Linked DNA regions of Mus musculus: region 2 is linked to region 1. Evidence: chromatin contacts called from public HiChIP or PLAC-seq data. All regions are on one chromosome and are shown on one strand. The core of a region is the stretch at or near the end of the contact, and the rest is flanking DNA. Distances in the headings are between cores, read along the strand shown. Region 1 holds the start of Rgmb (repulsive guidance molecule family member B). Region 2 has its middle 150 kb from the start of Gm41534.

What was found. HiChIP or PLAC-seq counts read pairs in DNA pulled down with a chosen protein or histone mark.
Region 2: a contact with region 1 is called in an H3K4me3 HiChIP or PLAC-seq map of neural tube, with 5 times the contacts expected there. The contact joins the enhancer-like site here to the promoter of Rgmb in region 1. A contact is called at or near these places in 8 of 39 promoter capture datasets (the 3T3-L1 cell line, cranial neural crest, embryonic stem cells and 2 more), 1 of 15 datasets of contacts at CTCF or cohesin (stem cell-derived epiblast-like cells), 1 of 484 Hi-C or Micro-C datasets (myeloid progenitors), 14 of 115 datasets of contacts at active chromatin or transcription factors (astrocytes, craniofacial prominence, differentiating embryonic stem cells and 9 more) and 2 of 9 other capture datasets (embryonic stem cells and pancreatic islet).

Annotation. Positions count from the first base shown.
Region 1 is chr17:15,828,428-15,834,638 of GRCm38.p6, forward strand. Rgmb (repulsive guidance molecule family member B) reads right to left here and starts at 2,638. Exons shown (of 5, transcript NM_001372257.1): 1 at 2,194-2,638; 2 at 1,193-1,268. The coding sequence starts at 1,197. It also overlaps the pseudogene Gm3292.
Region 2 is chr17:16,087,514-16,093,237 of GRCm38.p6, forward strand. No RefSeq gene overlaps it. Among named protein-coding and RNA genes, the nearest start is that of Gm41534, 150 kb to the right of the region's middle. Within about 2 kb of position 1,893, at least 25 of the 459 cell types and tissues checked have an H3K27ac peak or open chromatin away from gene starts, as enhancers often do. A contact at or near this core is called in embryonic basal ganglia, embryonic forebrain and neural tube, where this site is marked.

The sequences.
Region 1 (6,211 bases), core at 1,388-3,887:
AAAGATTTTAAGTGCTTTTAGATAGCTGATTAACAGCAAAGTGTAGAGTTTTCTTACCTCAATATTTAATTATATCCCCAAAGGTACATTAGGCTATCATTACATCTCATATAAACAAAAGGTTAAAGATCAGTACATTCAATTTGGAGTCTTTCTGCTGATGACTTCGCTTTTTCTGCACTATCTTGTGTGTATATATGTATGTATATATATATATATATATATATATATATATTTTAAATACAAGGGGGTCTAGATATTCTTATCAGTAGAGGGCACCCTCGAGTTGCTTCAAATCCTGATATCAAGGAAAAAAAACTGGGGTGGTGGTGGTGGGGGAGGAGAATCATCTTTAAGGTGTTTTACTGCACCTCTGTTGTAAAATTTGACAAGCTTAAGACATGTATGCCTAACAATTCACTTTTTATTACAGCGAAGTGTTCAGCTGCTAGAGGAAAATGCTATTTTTTTTAAAAATAAAGTACAAGGTGGTTCCTATTTTCATGACATCGGGTTCATTGATACAGTCTGGGGTGAATCTGGATGTTAGTTAGCAAGATTTGAAATCAGCTTGGAAACCAAGAGCATGTTGAATGGCTGGTTATAGGGTGGCCACTCGTCAAAGCTCCCATGCATCAGGTTAAAGCAGAATTTGGGACGGGACAAAGAAAAACCCAGGGAGGAAGCTAGAACAAATGTGAGGATTATAAAAGTTTTACATTTTAATTAGGAAAAAAAGTGAGATGACTGGAAACTTGAGCAACCCCCAAATCCACCTTGTGTCTTGCCATCTGCATTCTTTCTCTCTTCCCCTTTGTTTTCGAGGAGTGGTGAGAACAGAACAGTGCATCTAAGAGACCCAGCAAAGCATACTACACCATGGGCATGCAATTGGGTAATTAAAACGGATGCCAGAAACGTTAATAGATTCTAAACATGATGCAGTTTCATTTCCCAAATCCTTACATAGTGTCTTAACTGTTCCCCAGGTACTGTATCTCCAAACCCAGAAACCTAACATGAGGGTCTCTGCTTAACAGCTCACCCAGGACAGAGAAGTCTGCAATAAGCTATTTGTGTAACCCATTCCGGAGTAAGGGCTCCCCTGCTGCTCGTTGCTCCACAGTGTTTGAAAATAAGGGGCTGGAATAGCCCAGAGTCCAGCAGCATGTAGCGCCTGGCTTGTACTTACATCATTGTTAACCCTTCTGCACCTGGAAGGGGCTCAGCGGGATCAGGATGCCCCCGAGCTCCGGAACACGCAGGACCTAGGTGTAAGAGAAGAGCCCCAGGGCTCCGTGTGAGCGCTGAGCCCCTGGAGAAAGAGAGAGAGACCACGGAGAGTGCAAGGGGTTGCATCCCCGGCCCCTTGATCCCTAACAGACTCCAGTAGGGCTCGCTTCTGGCTCTCAGGGCTAGAAGCGGCAGGTGCAAAAAGCATTTGGGAGCCGCTTGCCAGTGCTTGGAGGTAATGTGCTTCCTGTCCATTTATCTCAGGAAACCAGCACAGCCTTCCCTTCGAAACAAAATTAACCTCTCATTAGCCAGCCACTCACTCCCAAGAAGGCCTTAAAAGCTTTACCCTCTCACTAATGTATTTAGGCTTTTCTTCCAGGCAAACGAAGCCGAGGCTGTACTAACATCAGCCCCAGGGGTTCCTATGGGCTCCCTCAGGAGCCAGCCAGCCTTTCACCAGTCTAGTTTGGGAAATTGGCCAACACAGGATCCCAGTTTGTAGAAGCAGTCCGACCCAACACCCCTGAACGAACTTCACACCACCCCCGCCCCCACGATAAGTTTGTCTCTGTTTTCTTGGGCTCCTCTCACATTAAAGCTTCAGCTCCATTACCCCCGAGGAATGGGGAAGGGAATGGGGAAACTTCAGTGGCCAGCTGTTCCCAGGTCATAGGAGGCGACTGTCCCTTAGGGGAAGCGTCTACGGAAAGCTGGGGGTTGGGGAGCAGCCTTCCTTAGACTCTAGTCGGTTCCAGGCATTGCAAATTAAACGTGGCCAGGAGCTTTTGGAACGCCAGGGCTTTCTCACCCTGGACCCCACAGCCCGGAGCCTGGCAGATTTATACCACACAGGTGGACCAAGACCTAAACAAAACAGTCCCGGCCGCTGCCTGCTATTCGCCCCCCCCCCACCGTCCTCCGGGCCCACCGCAAACTTCAACAAAATAAACAACTCACCACAGGCATTCCCTTGTCTGCAGCGCGACGCTTGCCAGCTGGGAAAATAAGCCGCAAGCCACGCGGCCGGGGCGCAGGAGGGAGGCCACGCCGCGCCCGCCACTCTGCCCCAGGTGGGCGGCAGGCGGGCGGCTCCACCCGGGGGCCGCTCTCCAGATGCCGGTTCCCGAGTGAGCTCCGGGGCAGTGCTTGCACCCTGCCAGCCAGCGGGGCCTCTCTGTCACCTAGGCGGAGAGGGCGGGGAGACAGGTCCCTCTCCCCAACTTCCTCCAAACTGTTCTCTTCCCACCCCTGCCCCACGGCCACAGAGGCAGACAACCTCTGCAGCGCCGGTCCCCAGTCCACCGCTCTACCCTACTGTCCTGCTGGAGACCCGACGGCAGGGAGCGTGGTACGCCTCTCCCCGTTTCCAGGTCCTGCTCTCTCCTCTCCCGCGGTCCTACACACCGGCTTGCACAAAGGCGCCTTTCACGCCGCCAGCGCCGCCCTCTGCGCCGCCCTCCGGGCCCGCAGCGCTGCCTTTACCCACCCGGCTCATCACGGTCCTGCTGCGGGCTCTGCCTGTTGTCAGCCGGACGCGTGCGGTGTTCGCACTCCGCGCCGCCACGACGGCAACAGACCCCCCTCCCCTCGATTTTTCTCCTCGCTTTTTATAGCTGTCCATCAGTGCCCTCAAAAGCACGTCCCTCCAACTATCCTCTAGGGTCTTCCTACTGCGTGTAACTGTGAAGGAGGTGACAGGGATGGTCCTCTGGACGTGTGCGAGCACAAGAGGGTTATCGTTCCTGTCCACCTGAGGTGCCAATATGACTTGGCTTCACGTCGAGAGAAAGGGTAGAAAGAAACCCCTTAGACCCAAATGAGAAAGTGTATTGTAAAAGAACTGGCTCAGGAAATGTTTCAGGACGACGTCCTTTGCATCCCGTGGAAGGAGATGGGGGAGGGGAGATCGAGCTATGTTCTCCAGGGTGATTCTTTTTTTTTTTTTTTTAATAATACAAAGTAAATTATGATTTTATTGTGAAATTCTCATAGATGGAAAATTAAATTGAATATTTATTCTGTCCATTTTTCAATTTACAATAATCTTACCACTTATTTTTGTACCATGTATTTCAATTGTCTGTTTAGTGAAAAATAAACCTGTAATTTCTGGCTTATTTTTAGTTTAATATTTTATCATTAAAGACCTCCAGGGTGATTCTTGAGCTTCATAGATAGTTAGCGGCAGCTCACTCATTCTAGAACAAGAGTGCGGTTTTGTTTTGTTTTCTTTAGTTAAGACAAAACTCTAAGCATCTGGGCTCAGGTAGTTAGTTAATCCTTATCCTCCCCAGATCGCCTTCTCTCCACTAACCTTTACCTGCAGTTTCTCCATCTAACGGTAGGGGCAGCATAGGGTAGTATAAAAAAGGGCGGGACTTCGAGGGTTTAACTTCTGAACCTTGGGTTCACTATCAAGAAAAATGTGGAAGGTTGAGGACTCAGAACTCCCAGGTTCAGAAATTCAATAACAAAAGACCCCTCGTCATATTCCCTGTCTGGATTTTTGCATTTCATTTTCCGTTATCTTCTCTAAATACCAATCAAATTGGGGAGAAAACCAAACCAAACCAAACCAAACCAAACCAAACAAAAATACCTTGAGTCCGTTTAAGGTGTCTGTAAGATACACTGGAACCTGCTCTATTTGGTATTGAGAACAACAACAACAACAACAACAACAACAACAACAACAAAAGGTGGCGGTGGTGGTGTTGGGCTCAGTTAGTGGTCCTACAGAAACAGGAATTTTAATGTCCCCACTTGTTTTGCCTTTGAAAAGCCACTTGAGCAATCAGCCCAGCAGAGCTTTAATTTAGAAACTAAAGCCTAGTCTCCTGTGTTTTTCCTTCTCCTTCTACCAACACAAAGACAAGCTGCTGCATAGCATAATGTTGAAAACGAGTTCAAAGGAAATCCAGAGAGTCAGCTCAGAAGGCGACTTCTGATGCAGCCCAGTTCTTCACTCCTCTGCACAGCTAGCTAGACTTCACATAAACACAGACACAAATCATCACAATCCCCTTTTCCATAATACTGGCCGATGCAAAAATGGATGCCAATTGTTATGCAAATCGCCTCAGCTTGTATTTATTTAAATGATACATTTAACTTTTCCACAGTCTCGTTTTTTTTTTTTTTTTTTGTCCCACTTTGAAAGCTTGGGCTTTAGTCCCCTCTGTGGTCATCTGTGCCTTATTTCCTTGTAGAGTTTTTGAAATTAATGCACAAAAAGGCTGAAATTTCATGACGTGCTAGTCTGTCTGTCTTTCTTTCTTTCTTTTCTTAGATCATCTGAATTTTCTAATCCTTCTTTACAGGTTACCTAGACCATTTTTGATTAAGAAAACTGTAGAAAGTTGGTAACTGTCACACACAGATGCCGGTTGGTGGCACATGTCAGTTTTCCAGATTTGTGCTTTGTGGGGTATCTGAATACACTGCACCAGGTTATGGTAGATTTTAGTCCACAGGTCGATTTTCCCCCATTTTTTTTAAAAATGTAAACCCTAAAGTATTCTTACAGAATTTTCTACGGTACTTAGAGAATTCTTCAGCTAGGTCAGCCCAGAGTGGGTACGGAGGCTGGGGCTGTTCACCAGTGCTGCCAGGGGCTGAATTGCTTGGCCAGTCTTGGTGGCTAGGTTCCAGTTTTCAGCAGTAATTACCTGCAGACAGATCTGCCCCTTTTCATCAATGTCAGGGTGGTAGATCTTTGTTTTAAATGTGATGTTGGGTGGTTTGAGTGGATACTTTGCTGGAAAGTTTATTTCAGTTCTGAAGGCATCATATGGAGGGCCGTCAGGAACAATAAGCCCTTGTCAAGTCAGTCAATTACGTTTGTCAACCTGGGTGTTAGGGAAGATTTCATCCCACATTTTCAGGTCTCTTCACACTCCTTCATCAGCCTCCTGCTGGCTGCCATCTATGAAGTGCTGCTTAGAAACTATACATCTCATCTCCTGTTTAAACAAAACCTAAAACCATGCCTAGCTTTTACTAGCAATATACACTTTTTAAAATAGAACTAGTAAGGAGAATTTCCTTGAGTTCAAATTTATGGGGAAGAGACATGACAGCTTATAATGCAAGTATATATTGTTTAATGATTAAATCAAGGTTGTTTGACATTTCCATTTCCTCTAACAAGTGTCTCAACACACAGGATAAGAAGCCCCCCTCTTAAAAAATATTTGTACACATTTATGGATTAAAGCATGATATTTTAGTACAGGAATACAGCATGTATTGATCAAATCAGGATAATTAATGTTTCCATTTCAGCATGACTTTGTGTTTAAGTACTCCTCATGTTAGAAAATAAAAATTTGTTCGAAAATAAATAGTAGTGAGAAATGTGAACTTTGAAAATTGTGTTGCTATTATGTAAAAATTTTAACTTAGAAATGATAATTACATATATTTATCATGACAACACAATGCTTTGGAGTAGGTATACATTGTAGAATGCCTAAATTTAATATCGACTTGATATGCTTAGGGTTTATTGTTTTGGAGGGGATGAGAATATTTACCATCTAGTCTCAGTGATTTTTTTTAAGAGTTCCTTCAGGTTGTTATTAGCTATGGTCAATTATATTGTATAACAGTTCAACTTCAACACTCCCACTGTCTCATTCACATAGGCTAAAATATTTAAGTGTCTAATTAGATCTTGGATGTTCCATCAATAAAAGGATATGACTTGTGTTTTTCATCATCAAATTTTTTTTTCTTTTTTTCTCTTGGATATTTTGTTTATTTACATTTCAAATGTTATCATTGTTCCTGGTTTCTCCTCTGCAAACCTCCTATCCCTCTCCCACTGCTTCTATGAAGGTGCTTCCCCATCCACCCACCCACTCTCACCTCACTGCCCTAGCATTCCCCTACACTGGGGCATCTATCCTTCACAGGACCAAGATCCTCCCCTCCCATTGATAAGGCCATCCTCTGCTACATATGCCGCTGGAGC
Region 2 (5,724 bases), core at 643-3,142, 260 kb after region 1:
TTAATATAACTACTCCTAGTTTCATGGGGTTACTAAGTTTACTGCTTTTCTTAAGAAAAGGAAAATAACCAAAAAATGACCAATTAAGTTTCAATACTGTGTACATTTCTCTGGGCAAGATGGCCTATGAAAGTAAAGACAATGTTGCATTAATTTACCAATACAGTTACAAGAACAAAAATAAAATGTTTATTTTATATTTAAAAATTACAATTATAGAGTTGAGCAGATGACTCAGAGGGTAGAGGCACTTCCTCCAGGCACAACGACCTGAGTTCATTCTCCAGGACATACATTTTGAAAGGAGAGAACTCACAGATTATCTCCTCATTTCACAGGTATGCTATGGCGGATGTGTGTGTGTGTGTGTGTGTGTGTGTGTGTGTGCGCGCGCACACATGCACGAACATACACTAAATAAATGGGCAATAATGAATTATAAAAATAAAAATGTATGAGACTTATTTTTCTCTGTTGTAAGTTGGAAATAATAAGAGTAATATTAACACAAATTTAACAGTTTTGTCTATAGAAGAAAAAAACAAAATAATGACTTTTGAGTCTTTGCTTCATACCTGGACCCCATTGTGCTCAATTCTTATTTGATATTATTATAATAGGTAGTGTCTTTAAAATCAAGTGAATCTTAATATTTTCAAGTCCTAGGGAAGAGAAACAGAAACAGATACAACTGCAGTGGTTTTTGTATAGATGTACTGCAAGCACGTTTGGAGGAATTATTTCTATGATTAATATCTTGTGTACCATGCTCCAGGGAGATTCTGAGCATATCAGAGAATTTCTACACTTTATTTTAAGACATATTTCATATATTTGACCAAAGTTAAGAAAATATTGCTAGATTATTACCCTAATAGGTGCTTTTAAATACTAGTATTAAATGTGAATCCTTGAAAGCCAAGCTTCATGTGCATTAGATCTCTTTGGCAAAAACTCAGCCTTCTTTTTCTTTAAAAACTTTTAGATTAGACTTATTCATTTTATTTTATGTGTGAATGTTTCACTTGCCTGCATGTATGTGCATTGTGTGTGTGCTTGGTGTGTGCAGAAGTCAGATCGCCTGGAATTGGACTTATAGATTATTGTGAATCACCATGCAGGTGATGAGAATTGAACACAGGTCCTCAAGCCATTTCTGTAGCTACCACTGAATTTTCTTACCTGGGTAAATGACAGGAATGAGTTACTTATCAGAAATGACAGAGACTAGCCTTGCTTAGGAACTCTCATGGATGTAGTTGTAAAAATATAAATCAGAATTCTAAAAATGAAGCCCATTCTCTCAGTTCTACTTCCTTCTTCCCCCTTCTCTCCCTTCCAACTTTCTTCCCTCCCTTCTCATCCTTTCTTCCTCCTTCCATTTTTCATTCTCCCCCTCCTTCCATTCCTCCCTCTCTCCCCCTCTCCCTCCCTTTCCCCTCCCTCCCTTCCTTCTTTCCTTCCTTGTATTTTCAATTGACATAACTGTATAGGTTTAAGTATATTGGGATATTATGAGCCATTGCAAACATTGTGGAAGAATCAGATCCAGATAACGAGCATATTCCCACCTCAAGTATATGCCATTTCTTTGTAGTGAGAGCACTGAAATCCTCTCTTTTGCTCTTTTTGAAATACATGTGTTTATTATAATTTGACTCACCTTTGTCTGAGATCCAGCGTTACCCAGTGGTCTTCTTTCCCTCCCAACACTATTCCCAGTTTTCTGCCTTCTTTGTTGTTTTTCTCACTTTTTCTCCTCCTGCAGGGAAGATGATGCTATGAATCCTTCCTCCAGAGACCTTGCATCACAAATGGCCATATGGGTGTCATGTATAATGCATGAGAGGCTGCATAAGCTGCAGACGACTCAAAAGCGAAGCCTCTGAGGCTGGGCTCAGGAGGCAGGCATTCTCTAATAGTAATTAGAAAACCAAGCAGCATCTTTCTACAGCCCTAGTCATTTCATTGGTCTAATAGTGTTGGACAATAATATAGTGCAGTAATGTATGTAGCCTTCCCAACACAATTATTGTGCAAATGCACTTTTTCATTACTAACGAGTTCATTATCTTCAGATTCCTACTTAGGTCTGATGGAAATCTGAGGATACATTTCTAATTGCAGCTGCATCTCTGAGGTTTAAGGAAGAGACAAAATAATGTGAAGTGTAATTTGAAAGTTAATTTTTCAGTGTCGTGCACGAGAAACCATCTGGGTAGAGGCAGGACAGGGACTTTGGTATAGCCTTTTGTGTTGTGGCAGCAGCTTTTGAGAGATGGCCTCTTTAGTCTTTTTCTTTTCTTTCGGCCCAGAAATAATATTTGAAATTAGAGTTTGTGGGCTTTTTTTTTCATTAAAAAATATGCGTTTAAAATTTATCATCAGAGGTTTTATTTTTGAAAGGGAAGTAAATGCAAGAAAATGTAGAAATAATTACTGAGTACTGACTATGCAGAAAAAGCTCTTTATAAACTCAAAAGCAACAAAACACAGCAATCTTTCAGATGCGTCATACCAGACTTCATTTTTTATGTCTTCAAGGACAGGCCGTCAGTTCTTTGGAAACCTTGCAAGGCTAAGCATACTTCCTGTGAAGAACTGGGCCTAGAAATTAGTTTAGATGAGCAGAGGTAAGCTAGTTACTCAAGGTGCCCATTAGATGTTTTATATGTGAAGGTGTCGACATAATTACTTGATAAAATTTTGGGCCCAAAACATTTGACATAATTACACGTATATTTTATAAAAGACAGAACATTGAGTGTTAAAGAATCAGTTTCTTTGAACTGGAAATTCAGATGTCACAACATTGCACAGTTCTTAATTTAATCTCATGTTGGTCCTAGTGGGAGAAGCCAGTGATTCTTTTTATTTTACAAAGAAAGAAGTGAGGACACAGACCAGCAGGAAAGAACAGGCTGTGTATTAATTATACTAGTAAGTTTGGTTCTCTGTGCTAATCTAGTACTTTACTGTGTACTTATCATTTAAATGCCTATATCAAAAAACAACTGTCATGTGTAATAGAACATTGGACTGCAGTGGTTGCACATCTGTAATCCTCAGACTCTCAAGTTCAAGAGGTTGATAGTTCAAGATCAGCCTGCATCATATAGTGAGACCCTGGCACAAACAAACAAAACAAAGCTCAGTCCTAACAAAGGTGATAGAAGAGAACACATGAATACATTTTATTTAGTTGCATGGAGAAATCAATTTAAGGTAAAAAAGGCTTTTAAACTATAAAGCATAAGAAGATAGCTGGTCATATTTTCATCACAATTAAGAATCTGTTTAGTTAAGGATATCACACATAAAAGTAATTAGCATATACCACAGTAGCTGAAGAAGGGGAGATGTAAAAACCAGACAGAAAATTCAGTAGAAATAGCAATGTATACAAAGGAGTTAAAAAGTTAACAGAGAGGTACCCACATCCATTTCAAATGCTGGAAATGCAAACCATAAGACTGTCAATATCTTCCTGGAGTGAGTGGATGACTAAGTAATGGCAGCCGTGGACAGTGTTACTGATGTAAAGAGATCAGCTGTGTTACTGGTAGGAAATAAAACTGATATATCATTCAGAAGGGCTACCAGGCTGATTTACTCAAAAGACCCTCACTGTATTCATCTACATTTTCTTTATCTTTATTGGTATGAGCATTTTACATATATATATGCATGCATGCCTGATGTCTGTGAAAGTCAGAAGAGGGAGTTTCATCCCTGGAACTGGAGTTATGGATGGCTGTGTGTCCTAGTTCTGGGGCTGAAGCCAAGTCCTCTGCAGGAGCAAGTGTTCTTAACTGGTGAGCCATGTCTCCAGTTTTCTACTTCTACTTATTAAGGGAAGTTCTTTTCCTTAATAAATAATCCAAAGAGAGTTCCATACAGATAGATCCATTATGAGACAGTGCTAACATGCTCATGGCTGCAGTATTTGGGTGACGTGAGTTGAACCAACCACAATCGGTGGAGGAGAGAATATGATGGAAGAGCTATACCCATGTGGAAAATACAGACAGATCTTTAAAATGACTTGCAAACTTTATATGCCCCAGTACAGGGGAACCCCAGGGCCAAAAGGGGGGAGTGGGTGGGTAGGGGATTGGGGGGTGGGTATGGGGGACTTTTGGGATAGCATTGAAAATGTAAGTGAGGAAAATACCTAATTTAAAAAAAAACAAAAAAAATGTAAGTCAGTAAGTAAATAAATAAGTAAATAATTGAAAGAAAATAAGAATCTGAGTATTGTATTTAAAACTATAACCTAAATACAAATACACTATATCTATATATGTCTAGATATGCTATTTGAATTGGTTTATTCAACAAATTTTATATTCAGATTTTATGAAACAAAGATCAGAATGGGATATTTGTTTAGGAAGTGAGTAGAGAAGACAGGGAGGCACAGTTATAAAAGGGACCATGTAAGAAAGCCTTTTCTTCTTCCTCCTCCTCCTCTTCTTCCTCCTCCTCTTCCTCCTCTTCCTTTTCTTCTTTTTCTCCTCCTCCTCCTCCTCTTTTTACAGTCCAGTCATTATCCTCCTCCTGGTCTGCCTTCCAACTGTTCCTCATCTCATTCCTCCTCCTCCATCTCCAAAGGATGTGTCCACTCTGCCTCCCCCTAACCAAACCTCCCCACTCCCTGAGGCCTCAAGTCTCTCAAGGGTTAGGTGAATCTTCTCTCACTGAGGCCAGATCAGGCAGTCCTCTGCTGTATATGTTTTGGGGGCTTCATATCATCTGGTGTATGCTGCCTGGTCGGTGGCTCAGTGTCTCAGGGTTCCAGGGTAGTTGAAACTGCTGGTCTTCCAATGGAGCCGCCCTCCTCCTTGACTTCTTCCAGCCTCCCCCTAATTCAACCACAGGTGTCCCTTGCTTACAGCTCAGTGTTAATAACTTGCCATGAACCATGGAGACTGATGAACCTAATGCTCTGCTCCTGAGAGCCAAGGGAAAAAGACGTCTCATAAAGGCGACCTTAAAGAGCCCAAGAGCCTTTTAGATGTAGCAAATGTTCATAAATATGTTTAAGTGACATTTTTCTATGTTTTAAATATTTGACATTAGAATCCTACATGTTAATCTAGGAAACATCAGCAATGATAAAAACATGAGCTAACCAAGAATTCTACTTTATGATAACGTTTCTAAAACATGCACTCTTAGGCAAAGCTTGCTTATGAAATGTTGAGCTACATCTCTGAGGCTTCCTCCCCCTGTGATTTACTGCTGTGCCATCATTTATGGACTGGCCATTTTTCAATTGATGTACCTCTGCTGCTTCTCAAGTACCTTCTTGCTTTCATTTGCAGTATGTACTATGCCAGAAGCCATTGCCTTTTTAATATCCTGTCATCATTATTAATATTATTTTTAGCCATGGTGGAATGGAACCATTTCTAACTTGCTTTCTATTCAGCAGAACTGAGCCCCAACAAGTAACTCACACAATCTATGTTGAATGGGCTCCTGAACCAGACATGGAGGGTAACTGGATAGGTCCTCCACTCAGAAGGGAAACAAACAGCTTTCTTTTGTGGTCACCACGATGAAACTCTGAATGAATTTTAAGACAACGATCTTCTACTTTCATTTTACATTTCAACTGCAACTTATTTTGTTATCTAGTACACACAGACCAACGTTCAACTGAGTCACTGATACAGGATCTCTTATAGACATTAGCATCTTAGAGTTAAAAGACATAGT